Linked DNA regions of Sus scrofa: region 2 is linked to region 1. A link is a contact called in public promoter capture Hi-C data. All regions are on one chromosome and are shown on one strand. Each heading gives the region's core, a stretch centred on a gene start, on an enhancer-like site or on the middle of the called end of the contact. The rest is flanking DNA. Distances are from core to core; before and after follow the strand shown. Region 1 holds the start of TTC3 (E3 ubiquitin-protein ligase TTC3). Region 2 holds the start of DYRK1A (dual specificity tyrosine-phosphorylation-regulated kinase 1A).

What was found. Promoter capture Hi-C pulls out the DNA fragments that hold promoters and counts their contacts.
Region 2: a promoter capture Hi-C map of liver shows a contact between it and region 1, with 6 times the contacts expected there. The contact joins the promoter of DYRK1A here to the promoter of TTC3 in region 1. A contact is called at or near these places in 1 of 5 promoter capture datasets (liver), 1 of 47 Hi-C or Micro-C datasets (liver) and 1 of 2 datasets of contacts at active chromatin or transcription factors (skeletal muscle).

What each region holds. Positions count from the first base shown.
Region 1 is chr13:200,693,849-200,697,132 of Sscrofa11.1, forward strand. It overlaps TTC3 (E3 ubiquitin-protein ligase TTC3), which reads left to right and starts at 1,776. Exons shown (of 47, transcript XM_021070969.1): 1 at 1,776-1,998. PIGP (phosphatidylinositol glycan anchor biosynthesis class P) reads right to left here and starts at 1,582. Exons shown (of 5, transcript NM_001243522.1): 1 at 1,476-1,582; 2 at 903-1,006. The coding sequence starts at 984.
Region 2 is chr13:201,006,936-201,009,921 of Sscrofa11.1, forward strand. DYRK1A (dual specificity tyrosine-phosphorylation-regulated kinase 1A) reads left to right here and starts at 1,571. Exons shown (of 12, transcript XM_005670334.3): 1 at 1,571-1,982.

The DNA.
Region 1 (3,284 bases), core at 526-3,025:
CCGTTGTGCTGCACTGGAATCGAATCCGACTAGTATCCATGAAGATTCGGGTTTGATCCCTGGCCTCGCTCAGTGGGTCAGGATCCAGTCAAAAGCGGTGAGCTGTCGTCACAGACGAGGCTTGGATCCTTATGGGGACGGACTGAGATACGGGAATGTTTATTTTATTTTGCTTTTTAGGGCTGCATCCGTGGTATATGGAAGTTCCCAGGCTAGGGGTTGAATCAGAGCTTTGTCTTCGACCTCCACCACAGCTCATGGCAACACCGGATTCCTGACCCACTGAGCAAGGTCAGGGATCTAACCCAAATCTTCATGGATACTAGTCAGATTCCTTTCCGCTGCGCCACATCAGGAACTCCTGAGATCTGGGAATGTAAAGCACAGCTGCCTTCTTTAACCTGATTCCTGTCGCTCTCTAGCTCCCACAAGGGCCAAACCATTACTTACTTCCAAGCCCCACCATGCCTTTGCTCAAGGCCTTCCCACTTCTTCCTTCTTAATGCTGAAGACAAATTCCCTGGGAGAAAACTAACTCTGATTTTCTAGTTTAATGTCTCGTCTCTCTGCTGGGTCCCCACAGCACTTAACACAGTGTTAACTGCAGATTTACTCATGTCTTGTCTACAAAACCGTCACCTCCTGAAGGGCAGGGACCAGGTTTCATTCACCTGGCAATCCTGTCTGGTGCTACATAAATATTTGAGATTAAATATTTTACGCTAATGTCTGGCATATAGAACACTCTGAACAAACAAGAGCTCCCTTCAGGTTTTCTCAAGAAGAGACAAAGGTAGAAAGAGTCACAGTTCACGTGTGCATATTCTATAAACAAACGCAATCATTTCCTTGTCCTTGAACTCCAGAGAATGGACCTGGCCATCCATCAGGAAAGTACTTACTGAAGCCAAATTGGGAGCTTAAGAAAAGAACAAAGCCATAAATCGCTCTTTCTGGCAATGGCGACGGTGAATTTTCCACCATTTTCCCTGTGGCTTTTGGAAATCTGTGGGGAAAAAAACACAATCATCTGTCAGTGATTCACTCCTCTTCACCATTGGTCTATTATAACCTCATCGCTTTGCTACGGGCGCAGCCTCTGCAGTTTACTTCCCAGCCTAAACCACTGCAAACAACCACCCTGCGCACACACACCTCCAACACAAGACTGCCCGCACAGTGGTGTACACGAGCACCCATACCTCGCCTGCACGCGCAACCAGCCCCCAAACCGCACGTGCACGCGCACACAAGCACACGCATCAGAGCGCGCATAGCCTGCAGTGGAGGATCGGGGAAGCGGGGGAGCAGGGGAGGGACTGATTCCGCTCCAGCTCTGCAGGCTTCGCCTTGGTGCGAAAAGGGAAGGGAAAGGCAGGGCAGGATAGGAGGCGTGCCCCGCCTCTCCAGGCCGGGGCTTCGGGTGCCCAGGAACGTGCCCTGCCCTCTCGCGGGGTTATGGTTCTCATTTCAACCTGGGGATGAGAGGCGCGGGTGGCCCTAGACCTTGGGCCCACGCAGCCACTCCCAGCAGTTCCGCCACCTCCGCACTGAGTCCGTTGCGCAGGCGCTGACCAGGGAGCCTCAGGGTGCGAGAGCACAGAAAACCCGAGAAAGGCCGAGTCACCACGGCAACCCCCGCCCGCGCGCAGGCGCACCGCGACCCTCGTTGGGCAGAAGCGCGCGGGCGCGGGGGCCGGCGGGATCGCTCGGCTCGTCGCCGCGGAGGTGGGGGCCGGGCGGTGCGACGGCGCATGTGCGTTGCAGCCCACGTGACGCGTCTGCCGCCTGCACAGCCGCCCGCTCCCCGCCGCCAGCTGGCTGACGTGGAGGGCCCGAGGCGGCGGCGGCGGCGGCCGGCGTCCGAGGCTCGCGGGCTGCCGGCCCCGGTGAGTGCACACCTGGCGCGCGGCAGGGCTCCCGGATGTGTCACCTTGTCGCGCTGCAGCGGAGATGCCCGGGGAGAGGGGCCCTCCACACCCCCTCCGTGGGTGTGTGGTGAGTGTGGGTGTGTGCGCGTCGCCTCGCGTCGTTGGCTCTGGTGCCCGCAGTGTGCGTGGGTTGAGTGCCGGTGCGTTGGGGGTGTGTGTGTGGCAGCCTTTGTAGGTCCTAGCGGGTGTGTCCCCTTTGTCTCGTGTCCCTTTTCTGCAAATGTGGTCACCTCTGGGGGTGTGCGGGGGTGGGAGTAGCCCCTTTGTGTGCGCACTCCCGGCCGCTTGCACACCCTCGGTCCGCTCTGTGCGGGGGCGTGCACCGGCCCGAGCGCGTGGGCACGCGCCCGTGGGTCCCCTCTCGGCCGCTTTGTGTCTGCGCAGGTTTTTCTCGTCGACAGCGTGGGCGCCCCCGGGAGTGTGGGTGGCCCCCCCCTTTTGTGTCACTGCCCCTCTCCGGGGGGGTGCGCGCCCCACGCGCGCGTGGCCGTGCCTCCTGCAGTCGTGACCCCAGCTGCAGCATCGTCCGCTGGGGGATGCGTCCTCGTGTGTCCCCGCGCGCCTGTTGCCCCTGGACCTGTCAAGTGCGTGATCTGTTTTCGGGTGTTCGTTCGCGAGTGTTCGTGAACGTTCTTGCACGCCCTGTCCTCTGTGTTTTGTGTTCTTTCTATCTGCGCCACCTGTTTTCGTGAGAATGGCTGCCGAGTCCGTGGAGGGGAATTGGGGGGGGAGAAAACCCAACCCTCTCTCCTCCCCTCGCCTTTTCGGAGCATCCTACCTCCCCCCAACGCTAATAAGGAGGGGGGACCGCAGCGGGTCTGGCCAGCTGTTCCAGAGTGTTTAAGATGTCAAGTAGGGCCAGTCAAGCCAGCCTTTTGGGGACGGAATAAGGAGGCCGAGGGCCAAAAATGGAGCCAAGGCGTAGGTGAATATTGGCAGGTGCCAGTGTGACGTACCTTGATTCAGAGGAGCCCTGGACGCTCAAAGCCCTTCAATTGCAGACTCCTTCCAAAACATATGTACACGACAACTGGGCAAATACATTCTAGCCGATCCTGGGCTTTCTTGATAATACTTAACGGTTCATGTAGTGTTTATGGCGTTCACATAAATTACCTCTTTTGGTTTTGCCAGTGTCCTGGCTGGGGGAACAAGGTAGAGACATGTTACAGATTGTACTCCTCCCTTGGGGACAGTTTTCTGGTAGTTACAGCTCTAGTTAGGACATTTCGTCTTGGAAGAAATTTGCATTTTATCCTAAGGCAAATGGAATTTATTATAAGGATACACAGGGAAGGAAACATCGAACCTATGAGACCCAACTGCTTTTGCTCAAAGGTTTGTGCTCTGCGC
Region 2 (2,986 bases), core at 321-2,820, 310 kb after region 1:
CATTTTACAGCATTTTAAGCTGGACACGAAAGTTTATTGGTCAATGGTGTGTAAGGCCGTCACTCCGGGAAGGGTTGTGGTGGTGGTGGTAGTGGCAGAAAGAGTGAAGCCTTCTAGATACGAAGACCAGCAATGCTTTCTATTACTGCTTGGCTCAAGAATCTGCTTTGCCCTCCACTAGAATCTTCTAGATTGACTTGACAAGGGCATATTTCTTGAAACATTATCATGTTCTTTTTAGGTTATCTAGAAGATTAATTACGCAAGTTCCCTTCATGACCAGCAATAAAAAAAATGGACTGGGGGAGAGGGAGGGAGTGGGGTGGGTTGGGGAGCTTGGGGTTAATAGATACAAACTATTGCCTTTGGAATGGATTAGCAATGAGATCCTGCAGTGTAGCACTGGGAACTATGTCCAGTCACTTATGATGGAGCATGATAATGTGAGAAAATAGAATGTGTACATGTATGTGTAACTGGGTCACCATGCTGTACAGTAGAAAAAAATTATATTGGGGGAAATAATTCTTAAAAATAATAAAAATATATATTAAAAAAAACGGACTCAAATTTAACTTGGTGTTAAAGGTTGCAAATGCTTAAGGGTCCTGAGAGAAGTGAAACTGCCTGAACAGGATGGGGGTGGGGAGCAGGGAGAAGAGAAAGAAGCAGGAGGGAGGAGGTGGCAGTGTAAGCTGGGGAGCCGTCAAGATATCAGCCTCTTACCCCAGCAGGGACGCTTTTGGCCACTTCCTCCTGTTTAAGATGATGCAATGTAAATCCAGGTTGTAGTTAATTTAACAGAAAATAAACTGGAAATTAAACCACCACCCTAACTCCCCCCCACCAGAAAACAATCAAGTTGAATGTGGACTTTAATTACATTAGCAGGGCAATTTTGAAAGTCCAAAAAAACTCTTGATAGTCATGGCAGTTTGTGATACCATGAGAATCGGTCTAAGCTATTGGCCTACTTTTTGCCTAATTTATCTAAAGTTTAGTCTGTTTTCTTTCACGGTCTGTGCTAATTTCAATGGATGCCTTAGTAAATCAAGGTTCCAGTAGCCAGAGAAGAGAAACATTTATTGGAAACACTCGTGTCTTTCCTTGAGTCATAGAGGATTGAGCTCAGTATTTACTGTGGGGTTGTTTTTCTTTACTGGTATCTGCTGCTGCTTTACTTGTGAACAGTCCAAGCTTAAGACAAAATTGATACGAACACTATCATAAGATGGCAAAATCAAGCTTAGAAATCAATCAATAAATTAGGGACTTGGTGTAAAATAATATCCATAGTATCCTTTTTGGCAAAGATTAAATGCCATTTTACTAGGAATGGTACAAAATACAATTTTTAGCCAGTGGCTGTCTACTGATTACAAAGTAGCCAGTACAGCATGGCTACTTCCATACCTAGGTTTCAATGCCGAGAGAGAACACCTAGTAATATTCAGCCAGCCAGAGGGGTAGACAGAATAAAGATAAACGAAAGCGAGACTATTAATCAAGAATTGTGGGCGAATTAAAAATCTGGAAACTGAAATGGTGCATGAGAAAGAAAATCAGGGAGTTGGACAACGATACGGTATAGCCTAAGACGATTAATTTTAGGGGCATTCCGATGGAGAAGGAAGACTGCCTGAAAGGTGGGGAGGGGTTTGAAATCGGTGGGAAAGCCCGGCTGAGCATGCACAGCCTAAAAAAGTTTGTATGATGGCTCCGTCCATGATTTCTGAACGCTGGCACTGGCCGCAGCAAAAAGCCGAGTGACATGATTTAATCAAGGTGTCAGCCGCAGGGGCATCCCGGATTCGGGCGAAGCGTCCGGAATTCCTGAGATGTCTGAAACGCGGAGGCGGCCTCTTCCCCACCCCCCACCGCGGCCTCCGTGGGCATTTTCCGGCGAGGGGGGCACGCGGGGCCTTCCAAGAACAGTTTAAACGCGCGGACGTGCGCTGCCGGCGCGGTCCCCGGGGATGCAGGTGAGAGTCCCCAGCGCGGGCGCACCGGAGTGGGCTTCCTGGGTCCCCGCGCGGCCGCAGAGCCCGGCCCCCTCCCCCCGGCGCGGGCGGGGCTGCGGGCGCACGACGCGGAAGCGCGGGGCTCCGGGGGCGGCGGCGCGGAGGCCGCGCGCGCTCTCCGGGCCGCAGTCGGCGCGGGCGGCGCGGGCGCGGCGGGCGCGGGGCGGGGCGCGGCCGGGAGGCCCTGGGCGCTGGAGCACAGGCCGGCCGCCGCCTCGCCCCCCTTCCTCCGCCCTCTCCCTCCCTCGGCCCGGCCGTCCCCCTCCTCTCCCCTCCCCCGAGCGAATCACGCGCCCTCCTCTGACACTCGTAGCGGGCCTGAGCTCCGAATTTATCCTTCACGTGACCTGAGGGGGTTGGGTGGTTGGTTGGGGACGGAGGGGGAGAGGGAAAGGAGGGAACGGAATCTGCCGTTGCCCGAGCAACAGGCCCCGCCCGCCGGCTTGGGGCCGGGGGGCGGGAGGAGGACGTCAGCACGTCAGCCGGGGTTTTGCGTTTTGATTGACAGTTGCTATAGCGACCGGGTCGGTCCGTCGCCATTTTGTTGGTTGGTTTTTTTTTAAACCCTTTCGCTTCCCGCCCGAATAATAATAAAAAGCCCCATTGGAGTGAGGCGGGGGTGGCGGCGGCAAGAGCGGCGGGGGGATCCGGGGAGACTGCTGCCGTCGCTGCTGCTGATCGCGGCCCAGGTCGGGCTCAGGGAGCGGACACCCCGAGCGGGGGGTGCGGGCGCCGCCGCCGCCGCCGCTTCTGCTGCTGCTGTTCCTGCTGCTGCTGTTGGTGCCGCTGCCGCCGCCGGCGAGCGGGCGGGACCGGTGTGAGTGTGAGAGTGTGTGTGTGAGTGAGCGTGTGCGAGTGTGCGTGCGTGTGTGTGTGTGTGAGTGTGTGTGAGTGTCTGTCTGTCTGTGCGGGCGGTTCTGGCTCTCCTGGCGGAGGAGCCGCCGCCGCCGCCGCCGCCGCCGCTC